Linked DNA regions of Mus musculus: regions 2, 3 and 4 are each linked to region 1. A link is a contact called in public HiChIP or PLAC-seq and promoter capture Hi-C data. All regions are on one chromosome and are shown on one strand. Each heading gives the region's core, a stretch centred on a gene start, on an enhancer-like site or on the middle of the called end of the contact. The rest is flanking DNA. Distances are from core to core; before and after follow the strand shown.

Evidence for each region. Promoter capture Hi-C pulls out the DNA fragments that hold promoters and counts their contacts. HiChIP or PLAC-seq counts read pairs in DNA pulled down with a chosen protein or histone mark.
Region 2: a promoter capture Hi-C map of liver shows a contact between it and region 1, with 6 times the contacts expected there. The contact joins the enhancer-like site here to the promoter of Inpp4b in region 1. A contact is called at or near these places in 6 of 39 promoter capture datasets (the C10 cell line, HPC-7-derived erythroid cells, cranial neural crest and 3 more), 5 of 115 datasets of contacts at active chromatin or transcription factors (effector CD8 T cells, embryonic hindbrain, embryonic stem cells and 2 more) and 1 of 9 other capture datasets (macrophages).
Region 3: a contact with region 1 is called in an H3K27ac HiChIP or PLAC-seq map of regulatory T cells, with 10 times the contacts expected there. The contact joins the enhancer-like site here to the promoter of Inpp4b in region 1. A contact is called at or near these places in 6 of 39 promoter capture datasets (the C10 cell line, embryonic stem cells, liver and 3 more), 6 of 484 Hi-C or Micro-C datasets (CD4 T cells, Th1 cells, cerebellum and 3 more), 7 of 115 datasets of contacts at active chromatin or transcription factors (Th17 cells, Th2 cells, astrocytes and 3 more) and 3 of 9 other capture datasets (adipose tissue, liver and macrophages).
Region 4: a promoter capture Hi-C map of pre-B cells shows a contact between it and region 1. The contact joins the promoter of Smarca5 here to the promoter of Inpp4b in region 1.

What each region holds. Positions count from the first base shown.
Region 1 is chr8:81,339,463-81,346,124 of GRCm38.p6, forward strand. It overlaps Inpp4b (inositol polyphosphate-4-phosphatase, type II), which reads left to right and starts at 3,100. Exons shown (of 25, transcript NM_001024617.3): 1 at 3,100-3,335. It overlaps Gm51582 (classical arabinogalactan protein 9-like), which reads right to left and starts at 3,191. Exons shown (of 2, transcript XM_030243908.1): 1 at 2,792-3,191. The coding sequence starts at 3,180.
Region 2 is chr8:81,976,894-81,983,795 of GRCm38.p6, forward strand. All of the region lies in intron 14 of Inpp4b (inositol polyphosphate-4-phosphatase, type II), which reads left to right. Among named protein-coding and RNA genes, the nearest start is that of Gm25267, 170 kb to the right of the region's middle. Within about 2 kb of position 2,563, at least 1 of the 459 cell types and tissues checked has an H3K27ac peak or open chromatin away from gene starts, as enhancers often do.
Region 3 is chr8:81,879,881-81,887,529 of GRCm38.p6, forward strand. It overlaps Inpp4b (inositol polyphosphate-4-phosphatase, type II), which reads left to right. Exons shown (of 25, transcript NM_001024617.3): 9 at 4,253-4,364. Among named protein-coding and RNA genes, the nearest start is that of Gm25267, 270 kb to the right of the region's middle. Within about 2 kb of position 1,816, at least 9 of the 459 cell types and tissues checked have an H3K27ac peak or open chromatin away from gene starts, as enhancers often do. A contact at or near this core is called in Th1 cells, Th17 cells and regulatory T cells, where this site is marked.
Region 4 is chr8:80,735,005-80,742,163 of GRCm38.p6, forward strand. Smarca5 (SWI/SNF related, matrix associated, actin dependent regulator of chromatin, subfamily a, member 5) reads right to left here and starts at 4,455. Exons shown (of 24, transcript NM_053124.2): 1 at 3,919-4,455; 2 at 1,685-1,759. The coding sequence starts at 4,092.

The DNA of each region.
Region 1 (6,662 bases), core at 1,850-4,349:
AACATGAATGGATAATTATGGTTAAGGACAAAGTCCCATACCACACATTTCAGAAGAAATTTTGAATGGCAAAAAATTGTTAGAGTAGAGATGCTCACAGATGGCCTCTCTAAAGATAATGAATATATGTATGGAAAGTGAGCAAACTACCTTATTGCATAGGAGGTGTGATACCAGACTCATGGCCGCTGGCTTGATTTTATTGCTTTAGAGAGCATGCTAACTCTTGGGAGTCACCTTTAACTTTTGACTCTATAAAGGTATATCAAAAGGAAATGAGAAACTATTCTGTCCTTCCCTGGCAAATGGAGTTTCATTTCAGCAGCAGAAGTGGCTGAAACTCCAGGGCTGTGAAAGCAGAGGTTGAATGAATTTAAGCCACAGAAGCACTGGCATCTTCCAGACCTAAGCAGGGGAAGTAACAGCAAATAACCAAAATAGGTACATAGCAGGCTGATGGAAATCTCTATAATGCTGTGTGGTACACAGGTCTGATAGAGCACTCCCCTCCTTTTATTTTAAACTTTCCAGTTGAGTTACATATATATGCCACATCCTTCTGTGAAGGAGATTGGTCAGAATGACCTGTGTCTGAATTTTAATCACACTGGGGCTTTTGAGGGGCGCCTTACTTTGAGTGTTCCTGTCCAGTCAGTAACTCTGCTTGACAACTCTATTTTAGAGGGAACAATTTTCTGATTCTGATGCTTCTATGGCAGCATCTAACCTCATTGTCTAAGAGCTCCATCTTCCTTTTGCACTATTTTTTTTTCCTCTGAGGCCAGGGAACAGATGCATAAGTCCTAGTGAGGTGAAGCTCTGGAGCTCCGGTTTCATTGTCTTCCATTCTGTGTATTTTTCTGGGCTGAACTTCTGCCAGCAGATGATCTGCACCATTTTTTCCAGTAGATTGCATGAAGATGGCTGGCAACTGCATGTTACAGGTGCATAGCCAACACCTCAAGAGTGACAGGGTCTAATGGACAAGTTGGTCCTCAAAATCCCACTTTTCCCCCTTCAGTTCACCTATGATGACATAATGGCTGAGCAGAACAGAAATGAATTGGAGAGAAAGCAAGGGAGGACTTTGGGGACTAGGGTGAGAGGAAGGCAACCCAGCTTCTAACCCACAGGGTTTTGAGTCAGTCTCTAAGCACTTGTTGGAGCCATGGTGTATTCAATACTACTCCAAGCTCTGGGAGTGTAGAGGCTAAAGAAAGTATCTGAAAACCAAACTAAGCAAACATCTAACCAAACCAAACCAAACTAACCAACCCAACCAAACAAATCCAACCAAGCAACTAGCCAACCCAAACCAATCAATCAACTAAACCAGTCAACTAGCCAACCAAACCAACCAATCAATCAACCAACCAATGAACTAACCAACTAACAAACTAATCAAATGAACTAACCAACCAAACCAGACAACCGACCAACAGAACTAATTCAACCAACCTATCAGCCAACTAACCAACCCAACCAACTAAACTAACCCACTAGCCAAACAAACTAATCATTCAAGCTAGCTAACTGACCAAAGGAATCAATCCTAACAACTTACCAACCAGCCAAACCAAGCAACCAACCAAACCAATCAACTAACCAAACTAACCATCCAAACCAGCTAACCAACCAACTTAACCAACTCAACCAACCTATCAAACAAGCAACCTAACCAATCCACCCACCCACTCAATTACCCACCCACTAACCAACTCAGCCACCAACCAACCCAAACCAACCAACCAACCAACCAACCAACCAACCCAATCAACCAACGGAACCAACCAAAGACACCCTCACACCACCACTAGCACCCCGCCCCCACACACATAAATTTAAACCATCAAACTCCCTGCCCTCATCAACAAAGATAATATCTAGTAGCAAATACTTGGGAAGTAAATGGATGTCTCGATTCAGGCAGTGACAGCAGGGGTGACAGCTGGGGGCAGACACAGCTTCCCATTTTGTAATACTGTAATACTGTTAAGCACTGCCTTAACCCAAATTGATTTCACTGACTTTAAGATTCCAGGCTCTTTGTGTGACAAATGTCACACTTGTGTACACGCGTTTTTACTTTATTTAGAGTGCCAGTTTAAAGGGTTGCAAGGAAGAAAAAGGACTAGTGTGCCTTTGTGGGTAAGCTCTGAGAAGAATTACCTCTGAGCAGAGTGGACAAAACCTCTCTAGGAAAGCCGCCAGGTGGCACCTGTAAGGCGCAGATGGAGAGAGTCATTTGCCCCACCCCCACAGGCCGGACTATCCAGACTACCCCTCACCCCTCGGGTTTGTTCGCGAGGAAGTGGGGGAGTTTCAGTCTCTTTCCAGACAGCGTGATTACACACCAAAATTTTCTGACACCTCAAACACACCGAGGGCGGATTGTCTCCACACAACCAGGCTGTCAAAGGCATGAGCCTGGTGGTTGGGAACACTTAGGCACTCTGCAAGGTGGGGAGTGGCTGTGGGCTGCCCCTGTGCCCAGGTCTGCTCAGTCTGGGTCTAGGGGAAAACACTGGCAAGGGAGAAGCAGTTCTCAGGACCGTGACACGCAGAAGTCACCAGAACGTGGGACAGCGCTTCACACTCCTCTAACGCCCAATCCTCCTCCCAGGGACAGTCAGTGGGGACTAGTCTGAGCTACCTTCTCACATCCTTTTACATTTCCGCCTTCTGCAGTCTCTTCTCCTGTCCGGGTCGCATTGTGATTGCCTTGCCCCCCCCCCCCCCCGCCCCGCGCGCTTCGCCCCTGTGATCCCGCACCCCAGGATTGGCAGCTGACCCCAGAGACAGCAGAGTCTGAGTGGTGGGTGTCAGTAAACAGAAGCAGCGTGTTGTGGTCATTTCGAGCTGTGCGGTCGGGCCACCAACTCCATCTGTGGCAGGGAGGCGAGCTGCACCAGTTGCGAGACTGCTGCTGTTCCTCTTTGGTGGCTGGTTGGTGACATTGGGAGGAGACCGCTCCGAGGGAGTGAGCCTAAGACGAGGAGGAAGAGAGGCAGGGCGTTGGGGGTGGGGACGTGGCGACAGTGCCAGGGGGCGTGTGAGCTGCGGGCGAGGAGCAACTTCTCCCGGGCGCGCGCTGCGGGGCGGCGGGCGGAGCGTGAGCTGCCAGCCCAGAGCAGGGAGCGGGGAGCGGGGAGGCTCGGCCCGCGCCCTGCACGCTACCATCCTCCGGGTTCCCAGCCCCGGGTGCTGAGCTCGCCGCTATAAATAGCAGGTTACAGCTTCTGCTTGGGCGCACACGCTTTCACTGGAGAACGCAGGAAAGTCATCCTGAAAAGTGTCTGCCGCTGCTATCGCCCCCTACTCAGCCTCTGCAAGAGGTAACATCCTGCCTGGGATCCTGGGGCTCGGGAGGGAATTTTGCAGGGTGCGGAGGGTGAGGATGGGTGAATCCATAGGCTGTAGTCGTGCGCATCGGACAGTTCAGGGTGGTGGTGGTGGGGAGTACGTCCTGCCTGAGAGACAGCTGGTGTGTTTCTTATCAAGTTTCCCAGCTTGCAGCCAAGATCGTCCCTTCAGCCTTGCTTCCCAGGGACCCTGGCTGCTGGTGGTACCCCTGTGACCCTGATTACTGTCTAGTGGAGCTCGCTTGGTCTGGGGTGAACACCACACACACACACACACACACACACACACACACACACACACACGCACACACATATGAGTTCCAACTCCCAGGTGACACTGAGTTCTGGCCCAGCTTATGGTCCCTTTGAGCTGTTCTTAAAAGGTGCTGCAGCGACCTGGAGTGCTTAGGGACTGCTTCTCAACCCTAGTCCCAGTCACTGGCTGTCTCCTGCTTCAGAGGAAGTGGTCCTGGTCCTTAGAACAAGGAAGGCATGCTGGGGTTGCAGTTGCCTAAAGAGCTCTCTTTTCATGGCTATCTCCAGCCCCACCTTCAGCAACTCCTGCCCTCTCCGTCCCCCCAACACCACCCCCCCAAGTCAGGCCTGTTACCCCTAGGCTACCTTCATGTTCTACCTACCCCAAAGAGAAGTCAAGAAAGAGTTAGAAAATCAGGGCTTCAAAGTAAGAGTGGGTGATGAGAGGCTCCTCTGGAGTCTCAAATTTGCACTACAGCCTACTTGAGCTTATCTGGCCCCTCTAGCAGGACAAGGGTCCTGAGCAAACCCAGGAGCCTGCTGCTAGTATGGACTTTCAGGCTTGCAACTGGCTAGCTCTAGGTGATGCGAGAACCAGAGGCACCGGTGTTTGCCCCTCTCCACCTTTGATTTTGCTTCCCTCAGGGGAGGTGGTTTCTGCCCCAGAGGACACCCAGAGGTTTCTGTTTGGAGACAGAAGCTTTATAGGTAGGGATGTGCATATTGATGAGATAGTTGCAGCCACACAAAACTTATTGGAAAAACCCCAGAGGAGAGAGAGGCAGCAGTGCTGTTAGGGGACCGAGGTTTGTTAAGGGAAAGGATGCTCAGTTGATTATGTGGTTCCTGCAGCGTCAACTTACCAGGGAAACCCTGCGGGACATTCAGTCACGCTGGTCTAAATGATGTAGAATGTCTTCTTTGTTCATCTTACTTTATGTTTTTCTTTCTCCTGATTCTGGCTTCCTTGCTCTTTCCAAAATGACATTTGAGGTCATTATGTGGGTATTACATTTTGCTTACATTTCCCTTCAGTCTGAAAGAAGTTATTTATAAAGGTGTAGCTCTATAAAATACATGAAAGAGCAGAAGACAGGGATGAGTTCATCTCTCCTATGATGGGCACTAGGTGGCCCCTTTTATAGGTGTACATCTACATTTAGAGGACTTGTTCGCACAGAAATTTTCTTAGTGAGTTCTGGAATCAGAATGTTATCAATCTGACTTGGTTCAGAGACTCAGCAAGAGAGTGGCTGCCTGATGCTGTGTTAAAGGTAGAGTTAGGAGAGGTTTGGACAAGTGGGTACTGTCAGCTTACTCGGTGTGGGAGGAAATACATTAGCTCATGTTCTTTGGGATATACTCCAGGGAAACATTGACATGAAATCACAGTAATTGATCAGTGCCTCTGGGCTCAGCACATGGGCCTTAAACTCAAACCTGTAGGAGTTGCACTAAGTTAAAATGCTTCTGCAGAAAAATAAAGGAGAGAAAGAAAGAAAGAAGGAAATAAAGGAAGGAAGGAAAAAGGGGGCGTTTTATGAGAGTCCTGTGTATGTGAGAGAATATGTGTCTCTGAGCCTTGTGTATGTTTTGTGGGTTTTTTTTGGGGGGGGGCTCTTTTTCTTCTTCTATTTTTGGTTTTTGTCTTGTCCTATTTTATTTTATTATTTTTCTTTAGATGCCTGTTTTCTAATGAGAGACAGAAGGGGTGTGGATTCAGGTGGGAGGAGGTGGGGGGATATCTTAGGAGTTGAGGAAGGCAAAATGCAATCAGAATACTATGTATGAAAAAACTATTTTCATTAAAAGAAAAAATAGAAAATATAGAATGTTTTTTTTTCTGTGAGTTTCTTTCAATAGTGACTTAAGAGATTGTCCTTGAAAGGTTATGAAACGTGATTGTGATGAGGCTACAAGCTCTGTGTCATTGGGAAACATTTTCTGATTGGTTTTTATCATTCTAAATTGTATTCTCACGGATGAGGTAAACCGGTATTTATTTGTGATAAACTGATGGCCAATAGGGTGTTTGATACGGGGCTCTGTTCTGACAAAGTGAGAACAGCTTGATAAACTGAGTCTTGACCCTCAAAACATATAAAGAATCATCAGTGTTCTGGGCAGAAGGTACTCTTAGAATATTGGCCTCAGCTCCACTCTGAGGATGCAAGTCAATCGAATGACTTTAAATCTTACAAGATTCTTCTGTCAAAATACTATCTGGCCCTAGTACTGTAGACAGGTCAGCCAGCTTTGGTTAGAAGATGATGCAATCACACTTTAGTTTTCTGAAATGCAAAGTGAAATTAAACGCTGGAGAAGCCAGCTATTTGTTCTACAGCATGCAAATGTAAAGTTTCTGATTTCTCTTCTGAAACCTTGCACTGCCTTCTAGTTCCTAGTCAGGCTGGTCCCCACATGGGCAGTGGGTAACATCCAAGGCCTTCAGGCAAAATCCTAGAAGGCATCCATGAAAGACAGGAATACCTGCCAACCCATCTTATCTCTTAGCAACCAAGTAGACATCAGTCTCAGGTAAGCATCCAGCATCTGAAAACACAAAGTCCAAACAGGAGAAAGTTGTAATTAGTAAGGAAAATGCTTACTGAGTATCTGCCATGTTTGCTTTTTCCACTCAGTGGTGCTAATAGTTAGAGAAACAAGTCTCATATGTTTTATAATCTGCATGGAGTCAACGCTTTGTCATTCATACAGCTTTTTCAATTGGAACATGCAATCGCAGGTTCAAAGCATGTATTTTCTATATTCTGTGTTTTTATTCTTTTAAAGTGACTGATTTCTCTCTCTAAAGGCCTAAGGAACTTACTCCAAAAGCCATGTTATTTTGTTCTCTTTTTCTGTATGTTGCTTAGAAATCTCTGCTAGAGAACCCTTAGCAGACACTGATCCCACACATATTTTGATATTCAAACTGTTCAATACACAGTTTCAGCATAAACATTTCTCAATAGATACATCTAAAGAACAATGCTATAACTGAGTTTTTGCACGTTAGATTCATGCAGTCTTTGTGTTTTAAAA
Region 2 (6,902 bases), core at 1,313-3,812, 640 kb after region 1:
CCTGGTCTGATTTGATTGTGTAATTAAGGCATCTGCTTTATGCCTTCAGTGTAAGCATCCTTATAGACAGAGCTTGATCTGAAGTCATGGACCATGCTTTCTGGTATACTCTGAATTCCCAGGAACTAGCTTAGCAGGTATTTGGTGCATTAACAAGGATAATGAAGTAAAAAGATTTCCTAAAAAGCAAGTCACTCTTTCTGCAGTGACTGGTGTGACTTAATGAAGTGACAAAGGTGTGGGCATTTGGAGATATCAGGAATCAGAAGCAGGAATTCGTACTTGTAGAAAATACCTTGTAGATACTTGCAGACAACTTCTAGGCTTGAGAGCAGCCACATGCATGTCTTAGAGAGGTGCTGTTACTCTGTATCCCGAAAGAAGAAAGATGACAGTTTTTATAAAGGATAGCCAACTTAATTACTGACAATTAATAGTCCCCTTGCCCACTTTTATATTTAATACTTACACATTAGAGACGTGCTCCAATACATCCCAGTATCTGGGGAGACCAACTGCATTCTGTTGTTTGGGCAAGAAGCATTGCATGACAGTTCAAAGTTCTGAGAAGTGAAATTGTTAAAGGCTTACACATTCATAAATGATAATATGTAAACAACTCTAGAAAATTTGATACTACATTTGTCAAACTCTGTAACAGTGTGTGAAAATAACAAACCAAGAAGAGTTTGAATTGTGAGATTTCAGAAAGCCATTCATCCTTCGGTTCCTTCATTTGCAATGTAGATATATGGTTGATGCCTCTTGATTTACCACATTGCTGCTGTAGTTGAATTACTGGAAATCATAAATAAAACAAATCTTATATTTTTGAGAAATGACATATTAAGTAAATGAGTCACAGTTGACTCAGAAAGATAATCTAGATCGTTTTATTTTACAACTCAGTGTCTTAATTTAACATTAAATTTAAACATGAAAATTTTAGTTTTCAATATATACTATATTGATTTGCATATATATACAATTAAGACACAAAGAAGAAAGAGAAGGGAGGGATCTAAAGGAAAAGTTAATCCACCAAAAGATAGGAGTTTAAGTCAGAATACTGTATCAATAAACAGATTATCAGAAAATATTTTCTTTTGCTCATTTTGAAGCACTGTGAGAAGAGTCTATAGTGGACTTGTTCCCTGTAAGGCAAAGCAATACTTGAAACCGTGACACATTGTGTCATGTCAATATGTATGAAGCAAATGAATCCTGTAAGGAACTTTTGCACTCAGGTTAAACACAGAGATTTCCAGAACATTTTTAGCAACTCTTCACTAATCTATATGCTTAGCTATCATCATTGCAAAAGCAGAGAAAGAAAATCATTTACCATATATCAAAACAGTATATTCCAGATTTTAAAAATTATCTGGGAAGGGGGTGGAGCTCAACACCTGATGCTCTTACAGAGGAGACGTACTTGGTTCCCAGTACCACATTGAGTGGTTCACAACCTCCTGTAAGTCCAGTTCCAGGTGATCCAAAGACCTTTTCTGGCTTCCATGTGCACACATTATGCACATGTGATAAGCAGGCTTTCACACACACACACACACACACACACACACACACACACACACACACACAGTATTTAATAATCTAGGCATAATCTCATTTTTGTAACATTGTAATAAAATACACATGTGAGATTTGTATATTTATATCATGGAGAAAATAGACTTACTCAAAGTAAGATAACTCATTTCTGCAAAATTCCATTAAAATACAACTTTCTCTGAAAAATTCCAGTATTTTTTTTATCATGTTCTTACAGGAGATAAAGATGTCTTCAATTTTTTGGGAAAACACAGGTAAAAAGAAAGAGTGTCATTATAATGGTGTCTAGGAGGGTTTGGGTATTGTCTGGATTCACTGTGCTTGTTAACTTGGGAGATAAGAAAGTACCCAAGGAACTAAAGGGAACTGCAACCCTATCGGTGGAACAACATTATGAACTAACCAGTACCCCAGAGCTTCTTGACTCTAGCTGCATATGTATCAAAAGATGGCCTAGTCGGCCATCACTGGAAAGAGAGGCCCATTGGACTTGCAAACTTTATATGCCCCAGTACAGGGGAACACCAGGGCCAAAAAGGGGGAGTGGGTGGGTAGGGCAGTTGGGAGGAGGGTATGGGGGACTTTTGGGATAGCATTGGAAATGTAAATGAGGAAAATACCTAATAAAAAAAGGCAAAAAAGAAAAGAATCCAGATACAACAAGGAAGAAAACATTGGTCAACACATTGGACAAGTTAGTAAGTTTGCTGTGTGGAATGGAGCCCCCTTCTCCTTAGAAATAGTTGGTATTTATTTCTTTATTAGTTGTAGATTGATTGATTGATTGATTGTGTGTGTGTGTGTGTGTGTGTGTTTGTGTGTGTGTTATGGAAACCTTCTGCCCACTCTATTTTCCACAAGCATAAAACCTTGAAGAATGGAAATATTACTGACTATAGTCTACCTAGGAAAACAAATCTGTGTAGTATGAAGAGAACATGAGCTTAAGTAGAATGTTTAGTGAGAAAGTTCTGACAGTGTGGGCATGCTCAGGGTATTAGAGAACACTTGAAATTGAGAGTCCAGCATTGCAAAATTTTCTAGGGTATTGACACACCTCCTTCAGCCAAAGAAAACTTTCCTTTAAAAAAAAAATCCCATGTAGCCAGCCCTTGTATGGCATTTAGTGAACAGAAATCATATGTGGCCTCTCACCACACAGCTTCTAGCTGTGACCACTTGCTTTTCTCAATTCATTGGCCAAGTAGCAATCATTAAATATTTGTTGATTTAATTTAGCATAAGATGATTCACAAATTCTTTTTTAGACTAATTTGTATTATAAACCAGAATCATAATCTTCACTAATGAACAGTCTTAATTAGAAGATAAGAGACTTAATTTTATTTTAATTTTTATAGTCTATACTTGCCATGATATTATTAAATTATAGATCATTTCCAAATTACTTATAGCTTTATAATTTTTTAAAAATCTGAAATGATTCAGAAAAATCTTGAAATGCGCAAAAGATAGGCAAACATAGTTAGGAGTTCAATTTGTGTGATTATAGGGAAGTAATCTAGAATCCATGTTTTACCATATATGCTAGCTATTTGACCTAGGCAAAGCTCCACCTAGCCTTCATCTTTTATGCCTAATTAATATATTATTATTTATTCTATAGAAAATTTCTTCTAATAGTTCTTACTCAATAGAGAGTTGTCAAAATAAAATAATGTAACCTATGAAAGCATTAGTGTCATATGAGACCCATAAAGTATAGGTTCAATAATTATTTATTTAGTGATAGAGAAAAATTTGATTTTAGTTAAATTTATAGTATAAATTATTTGCTTTATTAGACTTTCTCTATATTAAATTAACATGGAAAATGAAGAGGTTAGTGTACCTTTTCCCCTTGTATTTTATCCCTGGATAATGATTACCAAAACATTTGTTTTTATAAAAAAAGATTAATCAACATATAATTTTCATAGCATGAAGATGGCCTATTATACATGTACAATCCATAGAATTTTAGTAAACAGAATGTTGACTAAATTCCAGTCCAATTTTGGGACATTTCCAGTACCCAACTATGCTGTCTCAGGTCTTTTTGCAGTCACAGGAACATATGCAGAATACTTTCGAATGGATTTTAGTTTTGTACCTCACCCCGTTCCTTGATTAGTAAAGATTGTTTTCAGAATAGAGGTGAAGTCATTTAGTTTGAGGTGAGTCAGAGGTCCTTGTTTAGGTGTTATTCCATCTCATCTGGGAAAAAGTGTTAAGTGTGAAAATACCATAAACCAAACTGCATCAATGTAGAACTGAACAGACACTTAGATGTCCAAAGAAGTCAAGGCAGGAACACACGGAGAGAAGTGGAGACAGGACATAGAAGATATGACAGCGAGACTTTGTTCATTTCAATGTTATATAATTATACCTAGAACATTTCTATGTGATCTGCAGAGGGTAAAGAAATTACATGTATTTACACATCAGTGAGGCCATCACAGTTAAGAAATCAGTCAAGAGCTTAAACACTAAGACAGATGTAAGAGACAAAGCAATTCTTAGTGGGAGGCGTGGAGTACCTAACGCAGGGTTGTCTTCTGCATTAATGCTAGTTGTCAGGGAGTTAGAGTGATAGAATCAAACTTTGATCAGAACACACATGGAACCTAAATTTTCCCGGAGTCCAAGGAGGAATTTTCTTTCTTTCTTTTTACCAATAGTTTGACAAAATAAACACCAATTTAAGCATAGTTCTTGTAAGTCATTTAATTTCTTAAGTGAACCCCACAGGAGGCAAAGGAAGAGAGTTTTGTTTTTCCTTAGCTCTTTTCTCTAAGCCCCACATCCAGCAGGAAATAAGAAGCAGGTGATGGGGGAGGAGAGACATAGGATTGCACCTTCAGCAATTTCAGGAAGCATGTTGTTAAGCCCTGTGAAGCCAGAAAGGTATGTTCAAGTGTACTGAAGTGTGAAGTTTTATGTATTATTCACATGGCTTTCTTCTTACTTAGAACTAAAAGCATGTCTATGCCTCTCCATATACTGAGGACACACACACACACACACACACACACACACACACACACACACACACACACTTCTATAAACTTGAAAAATGTAAGTCAAAATCCCCCTGTGGTTTCCTTTGGAGATTTAACTCCAACACAGAGACTTACTACTAAAACATTTTTTCTCAAATTCATTGCCTCCTGTCTTTAGCCTATTCTCCCTCTGTTTTTTTTTTCTCTCCTTTATTGTCTGTCCTTCATCTGTGATCCACATTCTCCCACACTTCCCTTGGCTACAATAGTGGGATGGAAGAGTGATGTTAGGGAGAGCAGAGGAAGAACTAAAATATTACAGTTAAGTCCCAGGATTAGGTCTTGGGTTGAAAAATTCCCCCTCCTCCTCCTGCCTTCTCTCTATATCTTTCAATTCCTAAACAGAAGTAAAAAAAAATTGTCCATGTCTTAAAGCACAAATTCCCCAGTAGTTAAAGGTAATGCTAGAATTTGCATGGGTTTTGTAATAACCCGCATGTTGGAAGATGTTAACCATTTGTACCACAATATTTGTAGTGCATATGGGAACAAATGGTTGGATTCTGGCTTTATTTAAAAGGAAAGGGCAGCTTTTCTGTTGAAGGCAAGGGAATAGGAGAGGTTAGTAGCCATGTCATTATGTAAAATGCAGAAAGGTGCAACTGAGCTGGTTGTTTGAGAGTGGAGAGCATTCTGGAGACTCCTTTTGACACATTTAGTTAGATCTGCCCAGAAACGTTTTGTTTCAGCTGGAGTTAGGATTAGAGATGTGCACTGAGGAACTCTTCACATGGATGACACATTTAAACTACAAGATTAAATGCTTAGGAATGTTAAATGGATCCCACAATCCAACGTTCTAAGGATTGAAGCTTGCTGGCACTAGAAGAACAAGCGGTAAGATAGATCAGCAATAATAGACTAAGGTACATGAAATATGTATCCGTGTTCTCATTGTATTTACCTTTATGTAAGGTCTATTCTACTTTGAATTGCTTTTTATTTAATACAAATATGTGAAACCCATTTCAATTTCTATCATCCATAATTTGTTTTTATATTCTATTAACCTTTTTCAAGGAATTTTCTTCTGATTTTAGCTTATTTTCTTCTTAATTTAGCTTATTAACTCAAATATTTGTATTTAGCCTAAATCCCAGACTCATATAAAGTAGTTATTTTTTCTACATAATTTAACTATATTCACAAATGTCTTTTTAAGAAGCTTAACTGTTAAATATATCACATGTTTAAAGAGTAAGTTATTCAACAGAGACATGCAATACCGCATCATCTTGGACAGAAACATTGATCTTCTCTGTGGAAAAATGAACCTTTCAGCTTCACTAAGTTGCCCAGCACTAAAAGAGAACATAATAGGAACCAATGGATGCTCACAACAGCCTCACAGAAGACCTGTCTGAACCACAAGAGGCAGGATTCTGGGTTATGTCCAAGGCTGTGATTGAGCAGGCTCAGAGTAAGAGGATGATGTAATCAAGAGAAAAGATAAAAGGGTAATAGGGAACATTAGAAGAAACGGTAATGATGGGAAGGGAACAAGAGGAATGTAGGTAGAATGTAAAGAACATCTGTAAATGGAGCCTGATAATAACGCTAAGAAATTCAGAGTAACTTAAGTGTTAATTTTTTTTTAAACCAGACTCATTATGAAGTATGATCCAGCATTTATAGGGGAACCTCAAAATCAAACCAAGAGGAGCAGGTGTCTATATATACTACAATGATGCAGTAGTTCATTTGTATCAATACCTCCAGAGGATTTGCTACAAGCGCAGAGCCCACGTTATGCCTGCAAACACTCATCTAAGGCAAAAGTGGAAAAAGCATATAGAAAAGTTTCTTGGAAACATAAATGGTAGACACCATGTGGAGAATTCTAAAAGGATTTTCAGGGCAGAAAATGAGAAAAAGATAAAGGGAAAGTGGACAATATCTACAAATAACATCAGAATGAACTGTCAGAAAAGCCAAGAAGGAGGAGAGGCAGCCATCACAAAGATGCATCAGAAATAGTGTACTGAGAAAGAAGGCATGGGGGCAGAGAGATGGTAGAACACTTGGCCTTGGGCATTTTAGCTTTCTAAGGACAAAGCCATTGGGGAGCCTGTCAGTCTCTATAAATCCAGAAGGCACATGGTGGTGTCAGGAATTGAGGCCCGTGAAGCCACAATGAATGTAGCACACATAGCACACAGTGTTTTCTGTATGTGGTGTGCAGTGAGTCCTCACCTCTCTAAGCACATCTGTGGGATATCTAGAACTACCCCCGCCTCCATTGTGGTGCCACATCAATACCTTTAG
Region 3 (7,649 bases), core at 566-3,065, 540 kb after region 1:
GGGGTGAGTCTATGAAAAGACTAGATAAATACCCCAGAGATTACACAATAGAGTATATAGGCTAAACCACAGAGACCTACTGGACCTAATCCTCCACTACTTGCTTGGAAGACTTCTGTGGTTATGAATATTCATGTCTGCCGTTCAGAGTGCAGACATCTTCAGTTATCTTCCTACATGGACTTCTCACTTCCATACAACCCGGGTTAACCCTACAGTCTAAATATATGAACCAGGAAGACTCACCTTCCCTGCTACATATGGCCTTTGTTTATTTTCTTGTCCAGATGAGATTTTTCATTTCCTAGCTACATGTCTAGATGGCTTAGATGCAGAGTGTGTTTCGCAGCTGCAAATCCCTGAGTGTGACACCGGAACTGCTTGATATTCACAGAACCTGACAGTGCTAATGATGGCTTTCCCCTGGATGTTTACAGAGGCATTTGTTAGTTTGCATTGCAGTGGCATTTCCAGAAGAGAGGAGTTATTTACATTTTGATGTTTAACATCTTCAGGAGTGTTTTTTTCTCTTCTTTTTCCTTTTGATCTGTTAAAGGATGGCAAAATATGTAGGGCAGAAACTCAGAGAATGAGTGTCATTAACGACTGTTTTACATTTCCTCTGTCTTCTAAAAACAGATGTATGTTCAGCATGTGCGATTGAATATTTCATTAGGAAGCACTGGGTGGTTATTTTAAAGGTAGATTTTTAAGAGCCTCCATTAGTGTTGTACTCCATGTCTCAGAATGCCTAGGTAGGAAGGGTGTGTAGATTTGTGTTGCTGAAATCGTCATTTCTTTCTCTTCCACACATTATCACAGTTAAATATTTAAGTTCCTTCGATGACAGAAAGGGACTGGATATTTTGGTGGGAGCACTGAGCATCGCAGGGGGTGTGAGTTTTCCCTCTCTTTCTTCTTTTGTGCTTTTCTTGGTTTTAATGAGCCAGCAGTGCAGCACACAAAAGGCATGATTTTGCCTCTTCATGTGTGGTGGGATATTTGGAAGGCATTGTGAAATGGTATGAAGAGTACTGTTGAAATAAAAGAAAATTTGGGTTTGGTTCCCAATCTGAAAAACAACAGCAACAACAACAACACAAAATCCATATATTTCTAAATCTTTAAGAAGTTTGTTTGTTTGTTTTCTAACCATCTTTAGGTACATGAACTGTGGCCAACTAAGAGGGCATTGATGGCTGTGCTCTGGGTGGGAAACTGTTGTAGAGCAATTAAGAATCTAAAATGAACTTTACATTTTAGCTCAATTAAAGGGCTTATCCAGATTTGGGGTGTCATGAATTCAGTTCTATAGTTTATAACCAGGTTCACCTCTGTGTGGCACAAATCTCAGGAGGGGGTGTGCACTTGTGAAAACTTTAAACAGATGCCTATGTAAAGCTTTATGAGATAGAATTAGATGTAGAATTTTAGTCAAAGCAAGAGCCTTACTCTTAATCCAATTAGTAGCTAAAAGAAGTATATAGGGCAGTGGTTCTCGACCTGTGGGTTACCACCCTTTGGAGGTTAAATGACCCTTTCATAGGGGTTACCTAAGATCATCTGGAAACACAAATGTTTTCATTATGATTCACAACAGCATAAAAATTACAGTTATGAAGTAGCAATGAAAATTGTATGACTGGGGGTCAGCACAACATGAGAAACTGCATTAAAGGATCACGGCATTAGGAAGGTTGAGAACCACTGTTACAGGGGCTAAGACAGGAAACACACAAGGCAGTAGTAGGTCACTGAGCAAGTAGCCAGATGTTTTTCAAAGGGAACAAAAGATCAGTGGTTCAGAAATATACAAGTAACCATGAAAGTGGGTGTGCACAACCTCTGCCCCTCCCCCACAAAAACACCCCTTCACACATACACACCTCGTGCATTGACTATTCATCTGCTTTAGCATTTAGAGAAATCTCTCTTGGATTGCAAAAGTGAGTCATTTGTTCCCCACCATTAGGATTTTAAACTTCACAGCAGAACTAAGCTCCTGTATGCTCTAACATTCAAATACTCCTGAAGATGCTATGAGATACCGTCATCTTTGGGCACAGTCTTTCTATCCATTTCAGTAACATTTCTGGGGTGAACTGCATTGAATGCGGTGCACACTAATGGGTGTAGAGTCTCTGTTTGTGCCCGCTGCTTCATAGTTGCTTCCATCAGGTTGAAGTGGAAAAGTAGCCACCTGTGTCATACAGAGGGCTGAACACCTTCCATTTATCATCTCATAGGAACCAGCCTACAGAAGAAGAATTGAGTCACAACTGAGGAAAGCAAAGCTTCCCTTGACATGCCCAACTCAGTCCTCAAGTACATATATGTACCCATTATGTCATAAATTCTTTTATTGCTCAGCCCTGGAAGAGAGAGGATGGGGGGGCATCTTCAGATGTAATGTGTGTGCTACTTGAGAGAGAAAATTCAGTGTTATACACAGGCATTGCATTTCTTAAAATTAGAATAGCTTAGTGTGCTCAAGCCAAAAACATTCAAATAATTATCTTTAAGAATTAAAAGCTATCTGTGTGATGGGTAATCAGTTTCATGGAGGAATATCTATACCTTTCAAGGAAGCAGTAATTGGTAGTACCTATACAAATAATGATTAAATCTTTATTCAGACATATGCTATTTTATGACTTGGAACACCTTGTTTTGACATATTTAAACAGAACATGATAAAGTGAATTATGTAAAATTTTCTCAGAATTAACATTAGTATTGTTTTCTATACTATGAAGATCATACTTCACACTCCCACACTTGCAATACACGGATATATACACACACACACACACATACAAGGTGAATTTTTTCTATTTTTATTTCAAAACTGAAGTTGATATTTTAATTCATATTGGTTTTACAATTATAAGAAGCATTTATTTCATATCTTAGTAAGACATTTAACATTTTATTTAACAATAAATCATATTTTTCAATGTGAAAAATGCTTATTTTATTGCAATGTGAGTTTGGTTGTACAAATATCAGTAGGACTTTTCTATTCCAGTTTCTTTAGGTACATTTTAATTGCTGCATTTTGTTTTACTAGAAGAAACTGCCATGATCTAGTAACAGAATTGTATATCCTTTTCACTTAATTTAGTCATTCTTTAATTAGCATTTTGATAAACTACATTAATTTTCTTATTTCTTTTCTGATACCTCTTATAACGACACAGCCATATTCACAAGGTGCTGGTTAAATTATATACAGCATCAACACTCAGACTAAAGTTATACAAATTTCAGAATAGGACACAGTAGCCAAGATAATTAGTGTCTAACCCCAGACAGTGAGGCAGCCAGGCTCAGATCTCTGGAATAGCACAACCCTGTTTTCACAAGGCGAAAGGGCAACTATGTATCACGGTGTTGACATTTACATGGTGTAATAGAGCCATTCATTCTGCAGATTTTCTTTTTTGCCTAAGAAAAGAAACTAGAGAATCATTAAGCATGATAGTTTGCTAACTTTATCTTTAGCTTGCTTTATAGTTGTCAACCATAATTTTTACACCAATGAAGATTGTGATGATGATAATCTTAGTAATAAAATCAGCAGCATCATTAAGTCTGGATGAGTCATTCAATGACTAATTAATGTGAGGCGGATGAAAGCCTAGAGTTGCCACTTGGCTCCAGGAGAAGTCATTTCTGCTTTAGATTCGCACCTTTGTCTCAAGAATGAGATGCTATACTAAGCACATTCGTTGATACTCCTTTATGCATCTTCACTTAGTTTGCTGGCACACAATTTTTACTTTCTCTCCTAAGAAGAAAAAATATTAAAGAATAGGATCATAGTTCAATTGTGGAGCCATGACTCAACTGTACCAGTATACATGTATAATTCTTTTCTGTTTTACTTGCCAATAGTGCTGTGATACACATAAGCTTTATCTCATGTGGTTGGGATAGAGGGGCAACAGTTTATGCCACTGTAGACATTTGCATTTATAACACAGGGTTTATAATACAGTGTAGGGTTTTGATTTCTTTCATTGTGTTATTCCCTGAAGGTGCTCCTGAGAGCCTTCCTGGAGGTCCAGTCTGTGGTCCTCCCTAATGAATTCATGAATATGGTATAATGCTAACAACACGATTTCCTGTGCATTGAGCTGCTCTGTTTAAAGGAAGTAACAATCCATGGATTTCAGAAGTAAATGTGTTCTGGATGGATTACAAAACAGGTGACACTTACCTTAGTATTTCATTGACTTTTTACTTGCAGAACCTCAGATGGTGGCAAAGTGGTCGGCACCATAGAAGTCAGCCTCGTGAAGATGGGAGAGATTGAGGATGGGGACACCGACCACATCACAACAGATGTGCAGGGACAAAAGGTAGGACTGCAGTCAGTTCATAGCATAGATTAAATTGGAAATGATAAGCTTTGCCAGACGCCTGTATTGCCAACACCCTGTGGGGCTTGAAATCTCATTATTCAAAAGCTAAATGAGAAATCATCCCTGGAATTGAAGTACAATATGTGCATTTCCTCCTGGAACCAGAAGGCCCATTTACTTGGAGCTGTGTGAAGCTCGGTGCCATTCAGAAACACCTTTCTCCACTGTGCCAGCTCTCATGTTGGTATCATCTCTCCTCAGTTGGAACAAAAGTATTGATCACTGTTGCGTTCTGCCATAATTACCCTGCATGAGACGCAGGGAGGATTCTGGGAGTGTGGCTGCCAAGAGTAGCCCTCTCTTATTCCCAGAGACATCTTTGGAAGAGATGCAATTTTAATTTTATATGAAGGGAGGCATACTTAACAAGAACTTTGTAGTTTTTGTAATTGTATACACACAGACACACAGAAGACACAGAAGGAGGGGTAGGGGTAGGGGTGGGGAGAGAGAGAGAGAGAGAGAGAGAGAGAGAGAGAGAGAGAGAAATAAAATAGGCACATAGGTTTGGAGAAGGTTGAACAACAACAATATAATGAACAAAGTAAACAGTGTATTTGAAACCTAAGCCCAAGAAATGTCTGCATAATCCATTATATTTCTTCTTCCTTTTCTGTTACAGTAACAACAAACAATATAAATATCAGCCTAAATCTTTTTCTTACAAGTGATATTTTTTATAATACTAAAACAATTGGGCACATTGTTCCAGCTTTAAAAACTTCCAGGAGTTTTATAGGAAATAATTTTTATGTTATAATTTTAATAGCAAAATACCTTTTCATAATATAATGTATATGTTTTTTAAATAAACTTTTGAAGGGATAAAACCTCCTATGACTTATTGCTTCTTAACGTTAAAATGTAGGATGTGTGTTAGTCAGAGTTCTTCTGTAAAGGAACTTTTGAAACTGATAGAATGTGTGTGTGTGTGTGTGTGTGTGTGTGTGTGTGTGTAAAATGTGTGTATAGAGTGAATATATATATACATATATAAACATGTGTTATAGACATATAGAAAACATTTACATGTACTTTTACATATTATATTTAATATATAAATAATTTTATATATTTACTGCTATTTATATATTATATAGTTTTATGTAATATGAGTATAAGAATGTGAGGGGTATGGTCCACACAGATGAACAATAGCTGCCTCACATTGAAGAGGCTGAGAATTCAGTTCAGTTCATGAGGCTGGATATCTCTGAAGTCCCATCTGGTGCCAAAGGCCTGCAGGATTCCTGGGGAGCTCTTGATCTTCACTAACTTTGGCATTCCAAAGAAGTTGTTTCTAACATCAGGTAAGGAATGCCACAACAGCAAAAGTAAGGGCAAGCAGGCAAAAAAAAAAAAAAAAAAAAAAAAAAAAAAGACAAAACATAACAAAAAACCAAAACCATGTTCTTCTTGCTGGATTGCCATCAGAAGGTAGAGCCCACATTCAGGATATGTCTTCCTCCATCAAATAATCTGATTGAGAAACACCCGTAAAGAAATGCCCATTGGATGACCTCATTTGTAGCCAAGGTGACAAACAAGATTAGCCATCACAGAATATTCTTGACAACTGAGCCTTGGGAAATATCTACTTGGGAGATGATATTTACCTAACAATTAAAAAACACATTTATTTATTTATTTATTTATTTATTTATTTATTTAAAAAATACTGATTATTGCCTTTCAAAAATTGTTTTGCTTTCTCTGAGCAGGCTAAGATACTTCTTCGTTCCACATACCTCTCTCTTCCCATCCTCTGGGGACATTATCACACACTGGATTATCCCAAGGCTGCTTATGAATGCTGAGCCATGATGTGATTTGGGCTTTGCATTGGAGACCTTTGGCCTGGGACTTAGTCTTTCTGTTCCAGCCATGTTCCTGGAGCATGCCACATAAAGCTCATTTTTGCCTCTGCTATGCACGTTTTCATGTTAACATAGACAAAGAATAACTAGAATTCTAAACTGGTTACCACGTGCTGAAGTGGACTGACAGGCCTGCCTGGTCCTGTAGCAATCCACCAGGATCCTAGCTGCCAGAGCATCACTTCCCATTTCAAAGCTGAGCTGCTATGTCCAGTCCATCTGTCCCTGGATGTCTCTTTACTGTCTGTTCTCTCTGCTTACCTGTCCCTTTGATACCAGACCATTCCTCAATGAAGCAGTACAAACTGAAAGATGTCTTAGCAGTCTGACCTAGGACACCTCTGTTTTCTCCCAACAGTTCACCAAGCCCTAGACACTAGTTCATTGCTATGATAAGGTCATGCAAAGTATGGGAAATGAGTCTGTCTTGATCCCTCTCTGTATTCTGCTCAGAGCTCACCTGCTCATGGCTCTAGGTCATCAATAAGATGAAGCTCTATAACCTGAGTGACATTCTTTTCAATGTCAAGCAATGCCCAGCTTCTTACCCACAATGTGCCTCACCAAAGGACCACATAATTTTTCTGAGCCAGCAATGTGGATTCATAACAGATAAAACTTTTTCTCTTTATAAAATGACTTACACTTTTGTGTCAATCCCTAAGAATATTTATGATTAAGTGAAGAACATATATTAAGATCTAAGATATACAATATTTATATGAGTTACATGAAAAGAAATATTTCATTGATTCTCTGTATGTTCTTAGAACAGCACAAGTATAAACCTTTCCATAGATCTTTCTATTCAAAATTGTTATGAAGGATGAGACACAGTCTGCCACTAGTGTTGATCTAAATCCTATGTGGTTGACAACTGATAAAAGAAATTAAGTAATCTAGGAGGGACTACTGAAATAATACCCCTCTTTATAATCTACGTGGTTTTGAAAGGTTGGCAAGATTGCTTAGTTGAAATACCATTAGCCAAACAAGCAGCTTGAGTCTTAGCACCCACTAGAAAGGTGAACATGGCTGTAAATAACTCCAGCACTGAGGACCTGGGGTAGACACAGGTTGACTTAAAATCAGAAGTTTTCTTTGCTGCAGTTTCTGTTCTAGGTGACTTAGAAAGCAGAAACTTACTTTGTTATAGTTCGAGAGTGTATAAACTTAAAATCAAAATGCTAGTCAAATTCTAATTTGCTTTCTGGTGAGGAATATTAGTTGAATTAATTATTTGGGTGGGGTCTGATTTTGTGTCTTAGATCTAAATCTCCAGAGAACAGTGGATAGTAATTTCAAAAGGAAAATGCTATTAAGTTGATATTATACCATCTGATTT
Region 4 (7,159 bases), core at 3,205-5,704, 600 kb before region 1:
AGTCCTGAGTTCAATTCCCAGCAACCACATGGTGGCTCACAACAATCTATAATGGGATCTGATGCCCTCTTCTGGTGTGTCTGAAGACAGTGACAGTGTATTCACATATATGAAGGAAGGAAGGAAGGAAGGAAGGAAGGAAGGAGGGAGGGAGGGAGGGAGGGAGGGAGGGAGGGAGAGAGAGAGAGAGAGAGAGAGAGAGAGAGAGAGAGAGAGAGAGAGAGAGAGAAAGCGGAGACCAAATTGCATTAATTAGTCATTGAACATAGTGAAGAACAAAACTAGACATACAGACAACAATTTGCTGAAATTTTTTACAATCATTTTCAATGCTCTCTTTAAAGGTATTTTTTAATGCAAGTGAGTAATTATATCATACTATGTAGCCTTCCTAAAATACTTGTCTGGTTTATGTAGGCAAACAATATCCCATGTTATACATATTTCAATTAGATATCTATGTTCTACTTATAAAAATTAAACACAAAATTACAGTAAACTGAGCTCCACAGAGCAAGTGAGAGCCAGACACTGGGTGACTCTGTGTCTCACAATGGAAAACCAACTAACCCTGGGCAAGCAAAGGAGACCCAAAGAAGCTAAAAGGCAAATGTCTTCTATATGCATTCTTTGTGCAAACTTTCCAGAAGAGCACAAGAAGCAGCACCCGGATGCTTCTATCAGCTCCTCAGGTTCCCTAAGTGCTCAGAGAGGCAGAAGACCATGTCTGCTGCTAAAGAAAAGGGGAAATTTGAAGACATGGCAAAGTTTGACATAAAAACCCACATCACCCACACACAAAGGGGAGACCAAATTGAAGTTCAAGGACACCAAAGCACCCGAGGCCTCCTGCCATTCTGTTCTGAGTATTGTCCAAAAACCAAAGGAGGACATCCTGGTTGGTCCTCTGTTGCAAAGAAACTGGGAGAGATGTGGAACAACACTGCTGCAGGTGATAAGCAGCCCTGTGACAAGGAGCCTACCAACCTGAAGGAGAAATACGAAAAGGATAGTGCGGCTTACAGAACTAAAGGAAAACCTGATGTGGCCAAAAAAGGGGGGCGGGGAGGGTTAGTAAAGGCTGAAATGAGCAAGAAAAAGGAGGAAGCTGAAGCAGAGGATGAAAGGATGAGGAAGAGGAAGGTGGTTCTCAAAGGTTTTTTTCCTTGTCTATAAAACATTTAACCCCCCCCACACACACAAATACAACTAACTCCATTTAAAGAAAAAAAATTGAAATGTAAGGCTGTGTCAGATTTGTTTCTAACAGCACAGTGTCTTTCCTTTGCACAGTTAACACACTACAGAATGTATCTTTAGATAGCCCTGTCCTGTAATATTTTCAATAGCCACTAGCTTTGCCTGGTACAGTCTAGGGATTGTAAAGTGGCATGGAAATTTAAAACAGGTTCTTGTTGATGTACAGCACAAATTAGTTATATATGTGGAGGGGCAATATTTTGGGTTTTTTTCAGTTTTGTTTTTGTTTTATCTTCAGTTGTCTCTGATGAAGCTTATACAAAGATAATTGTTCTGTCTGAATACCACTCTATAACTGCAAAAAAACAAAAAACAGCTGTTCTGTTGACATTCTGACTGCTTCTAAGTAAATACATAAGTTTAGTAGATTTAATTATCTTAACAAAGAAGTTCATTATAAAGTATTCACATGTCTAGAACATACCATTTTTTCTTCATATGTAGGATCTGGTTCTTGGATTTCTTTTTGCTTTCCAGGTGATCCATGATCAAATACTTCCTGGTAGGAAAGGAAAATCATCAAATTGTTTAAGGATTGTCAACTATCATTATACTCATTTCTTTAAAAAAAATTGTAAATAATATTCTTGCTCCAAGGCCCGTCCCAAGATATTTAATGGCTATCAGATAACCTGACATGAAACCTGATATGGATGAAATAAAATACTATGGGGATAATCACTTTTCCCAATTATAAACTATATAACTTTTGGGGTAAAAATATCATTTACACCCTAAGGCAAAATTACTTTCTATACAAGCCATATGGACAAATCTATATTTTTTCAATAAAATTATAAATACAAATTAAGTAACTTGAATGTGAACAAAGTTCTCTTTGTATCATAAAATTCCATCTACCTACTGTGCTATTTTATAGAAATGTATACAAGAAAGGAAGCATTAGCTAGTCCCTAATTTACACTTCCTAGAACATTACCCAAAAAAATAATTCAATGTCTTTTTTTCCAACTGTAAAACGTATCTAAGGTCATCAAATACATTAGGCAAGTGTACTCAACTCAAAACTAATTCTGACTCTAAATTCACTTAAGACGATGAAAAGCAGTCTGATGATAATTATTTTAAGGACAATAAAATAGCCAGGAGCATTTAAACCCTAATAAAATACTTTAATTTTTGAGTTGCTATTTTTCAATTAAAACTTAAATATAAACACAAATGTGAAAACACAAAATAAGTGGTATTTTCATTAATCAGATGAGTAAACTGAGTCTTCTCAGTATAGGAATATCAACAGTTTCTATTTTTTTCTCAATCTTATTCTTCACGCATTTTCTTTTCTGTTTATGTCAGTTACTGCTTGTTTGTTTTGTTTTTTCGAGACAGGGCTTCTCTGTGTAGCCTTGGCTGTCCTGGAACTCGATCTGTAGACCAGGCTGGACTCGGAACTCCGAAATCTGTCTGCCTCTGCCTCCCAAGTGCTGGGATTAAAAGGCCTAAGCCACCAGTGTCACTGGTGTCCAGATTCTTTTATTTCATGGAATAGAAATCTAAGAATCCAAGTAAAACAGCACTAAAAACTCAAAAGGCCACTTAAAACCTTAAAGGGGGGGGGGGGCATCAAGTACATTTTTAAATTGAAACTGCATTCACTTCAAATTGGTGCATTACACTAACACCTACCTTCCCCACTAAAAGTTGTTTCAAAGATTAACGTTATTTCACCCAAGCTGCCTCATAAAAGTAATGCAGACTGCACCATCATTTCCTTATAGTGTAAATCCTGCACTAAAGTTCACTTTTATAGTATTGCTTCCAATCTGAGGATTAAAACTCCCAGGAGTCTTCCTTCAGACTGGAACTACAGAATACCTCAAAACAAGGCCAAGGCCAAGAATAAAAATTGGAAGCAGTAACTTTGTTCCCAGGCAACTCAATGCCTGGGAGCATGTCCAAAGAGACCTGCCTGGCAGCTCCCCCATTTTCCACTCTCTCCCCGCTTCCTCCAGTATTGTCACCATCATCTGGCCCACTGGAGCCCCAAGAAGGTGGTTCAACAGCGAATCCTCCGAATGGCTTCAAAAGGAAGCAATGCGCAGAGCTAGAAGCCCATCATCCTTCCCCGAGGCTCCCATTCATTCAGTTCTCCATGCATACACCCGTAATTGGATGGGGATCCAGGACAGGTGCTGCGGCTGTCACGCTCGTTCCCCTCCCGGTGGAGCAGGGCCCGGGAGGGGCTTCCCCTCGTTGCACACAAGCAGCTGCGCCCCGCTTATCCCCACTGCGCACTCGGCCCTCCAGCTCTCGCCATTGTCTCTGCCCAGAACAGACAGATGCCGCCCCCGCCAGCACGGGGATGAGGCACTGGAGGCGCAAGTCCCCAGCTGCGACGCTGGGAAACGTCGCCCCTCGCCCCGGGAATCCCACTCCGGAGGGGCATCTCCCTCGCCTTCCTCAAAGTTTAGTGCAAACTAAAACCTAAATCGGGAGAAATTGAGCGAGTTCTGGGGGAGCCTGGCAATGGAGGAAACGGGTCCCCTCGGCCCCAGTAATCAGGAACATGTGTTTCGTAAGAGCGATCCGCGGTCGGGCTAGGCTAGCTACACCGAGGGGAAAAGGTAAAGGTGAAGAGCAGGAGACGCGCCGGCCGAGCATCCACCTCCCTCCCTCCCCGCGCACGGCCGCGCTCACCTCCATCTCGGTGTCCGCGGGGCCCGAGCCCGCAGCACACGGAGCCGCGGGCGCCGCGCCGCCCTCGGGGCCGCCTTTGTTGCCGCTGCTGCTCCCGCCGGCGCCCGCCGCCGAGGGCTTGGAAGGCGCGCTCTCGGGAGGCGGGGGCGGCGGAGGCTCCACCGCGGACGACATGTTCCGGCTGCGTCACCCGCCGCGGCCACGGGCAGGCGCGGCGCCGAGGGAAGCGGCTTGGGCCTGCGCGACACGGGCGTCCGGGCCGCCGGAGGAGTGAGACCTGCCCGGAAGCTCTCACGCGCGAGGGCTCCGCCACCGACCCGAGCCGGCCCAGCCGCGCCGCTCGCCTCGCCGTCCTCTTCCGCGGGACTCTGCTCCACAGGCGTTTACCTCACGGCGGGAATCACGTCGACGGGAGTGGGCGGGGCCAGCGGGGTCACGGAGGTCAGGGAAGGCGGGCTGACTCTGAGGAGGCGGAGGGCCGAGGGAAAGGGAAAGGAAAACGGAAGGTTCTCAGAGGCCTCCCGGCGCCTTCTCCTCTCCGGGAGTGGATTCTCTTCTCCAGCCAACCAGGACAGCTACCTACGCCACCCGCTCTCAACCCTCGCGAGATCGCTCGTTCCCCCTTAGAAGGCCGGCTCGCGAGGGCGCGTGCGCATGCTCCTCCTTGGCCCCGCCTCCTCCAGGCCTCTAGCGGGCTGTGGAGCCGAGTGGGCGGGGCCTCGAGGAAGCGCGTCGGCGGTGCTTTGCGCCTCCGCTCCTCCGAGTGACGCGAGCTGGGTCTTCGGCGCTCCCGTAACGGCTCGGCTCGCTGTCTTCCGCCGCGCTAGGGCTCCCTCTTGGGAACGGCGCGACTGTTAGGCAAGGAGCAAAGGCCTGGGCTGGCCTTCGTCGTCCTGCCGCCTTCGCTCACGGGCGTGACGTTAAGTGACGTTGGACGCCTGAGAAGAAAAATCACCTCAGAATTAAAAAGTCTGCGTGTTCGCTCCGTCAGTCGGCTTCGTTTAGAGAGTTCGGCGTTTGTCAAGTTCAAGTTAAGACAGAAGACGCGCTGCCCTGTTAGAATGGCAGCAGATAAAGGCAGACAAATGATGGCGAGTTTTCGCATGAAACAAATACACATTTGTCTCAAGAAGTGTTTACCAGGCGTGGTGGCGCACACCTTTAATCCCAGCACTACAGAGGCAGAGACAGGCGGATCTCTTGAGTTGAGGCCAGCCTGGTCTACAGAGCGAGTTCCAGGACAGCCAGGGCTACACCGAGGAAACAAGTGTTCGTTATTCGTGTTGCTTCTTTATCCTGCCTTAGGCTGTCATGGAGGCTACTGAATCCTACGGAATATAAACACTGTTCCATTCATCCCCCACCTACTCCCAGGCACAAAAGATCTTTATCTTAATTAATCCCATTATTTAGTCCCCACCTATGTTGAATAAAAAGTCTTTTCCAGAGTTACTTTCAAACTTCTTGGAATAGATAATATTCATATATAATTTCAAATGTTTTAACCAGTCGAATAATCGTTAACTAAAATGGAGAACCTGAAAACGCTCTCGTTTAACATACTGTAGCTCATTTGGTGAGTTGTTGGGGAGCATACATGAAATCCTGGGCTTGAGTCCTAGCACTATTTAATCTGGATGCCGTGACTCGTACCCCAAATCCCAGCACTTAGAGAAGTGTAGGCACGGTCATCCTTGGCTACTAGGCCAGCCTAGACTAAAAGACACTAAAAGTGTCTCCAAAAACTAATAGATATAAGGAGCTGGAAGAGATGGTTCAAAGGTTAAGAGCACTGGTTCAATTCCCAGCACCCGTATGTCAGCTCATAACTGTTAAGTCTAGTTCCAGGGGATTCAACCCCCTCACATATATGCATAATTAAAAATATTTTGCCGGCGGGGAGTGAGACTGGGTTATTCTCTATAGCCCTGGCTGTCCTGGAACTCACTGTTTAGACCAGGCTGGAATTAAAGGTGTACACTGTGCCACCACCACCACCCAGCAAAATAAAATCTTTTTTTAAAAAGTAGTATAAAGCCACGTGGTGGTGGTGCATGCCTTTAATCCCAGCACTCGGGAGGCAGAGGCAGGCGGATTTCTGAGTTCGAGGCCAGCCTGGTCTGCAGAGAGTTCCAGGACAGCCAGGGCTATACAGAGAAACTCTGTCTCGAAAAAACAAAAAAACAAAACAAAAAGTAGTATTAAAAAGTATTTCAAAGATATAGTAATGCTTACATATATATGTGGTTAAATACAATAATTCTCAGCGTAGTCTTTATAGTGGCAAAAAGCTAGTAAAGGGCTAAAATTGAACATATTAATATTAAGAATATTGTACACCTTTAAAATGAACTAGTAGCATTTAACAATCATTAACATAAAAGTATGTTCATTATGAAGTACTATCTGAAAATGTTTTGTACTTCAAAAATGTGTTCAAACAAGTATATTTGTGGAATTATTAAAAATTGATTGTGGGCTGTATATTCTAATTCTTGTCAGCATTTCATTTTTATTACATTGTTTTCTGATTATATATGGTAGGGAGATATGCACACATGTCTGCATGTGTACAGGTGAGAGGATAAATTTGAGGAGTTGGTTCTCTCCTGTCATGTGGGTCCTGGCAGCCTCTTTCTCCACTAAGCAGTCTCACAATTTTTTTTTAAACAAGTGTGTTGTAGTAGTGAAAATCTACTTCTTATCTGCTTTTTTAGAGGTATAATTGACAGATAAAGTTTATATGAACTAGGGGTTTGGCTCAGTGGTATCTTCAACCCCTAGCACAAGAGTGAAAGTGTGTTTATTCAAGGTATTTAATGTGATGTTCAGAAATACAGATATATTATGAATGATTAGTTGAAGCTGATGAACCCACTCACCATCATCTCTTATAATTACCACGAGAGCATGGTGGGTGTGTATGTGATTTTTAAGGTCTGGTGAAGATGTAGTTCAGTGGTCCAGAACTTGCCTGGTATGCAGATAGCCCTGGGTGAGATAACCCACCAGTGTAAAAATGAATAAAGGGATCAAGGATCGTCTCCGCATGGTAGAGTGTTTGCCTGGCATGAAAGAGGCCCTGTGTTCAGTTTCCAGGACTACATATAACAGGGCACGATGGCATACACCTGTACTGTCAATACTTGGGATATAAGTGGAAGGGTCAGAAATTCAAGGTGGTTCTTACCTACATAGCAAGTTCAAGAGCCTAGGCTGCATAAGACCATGCCTCAAAAAT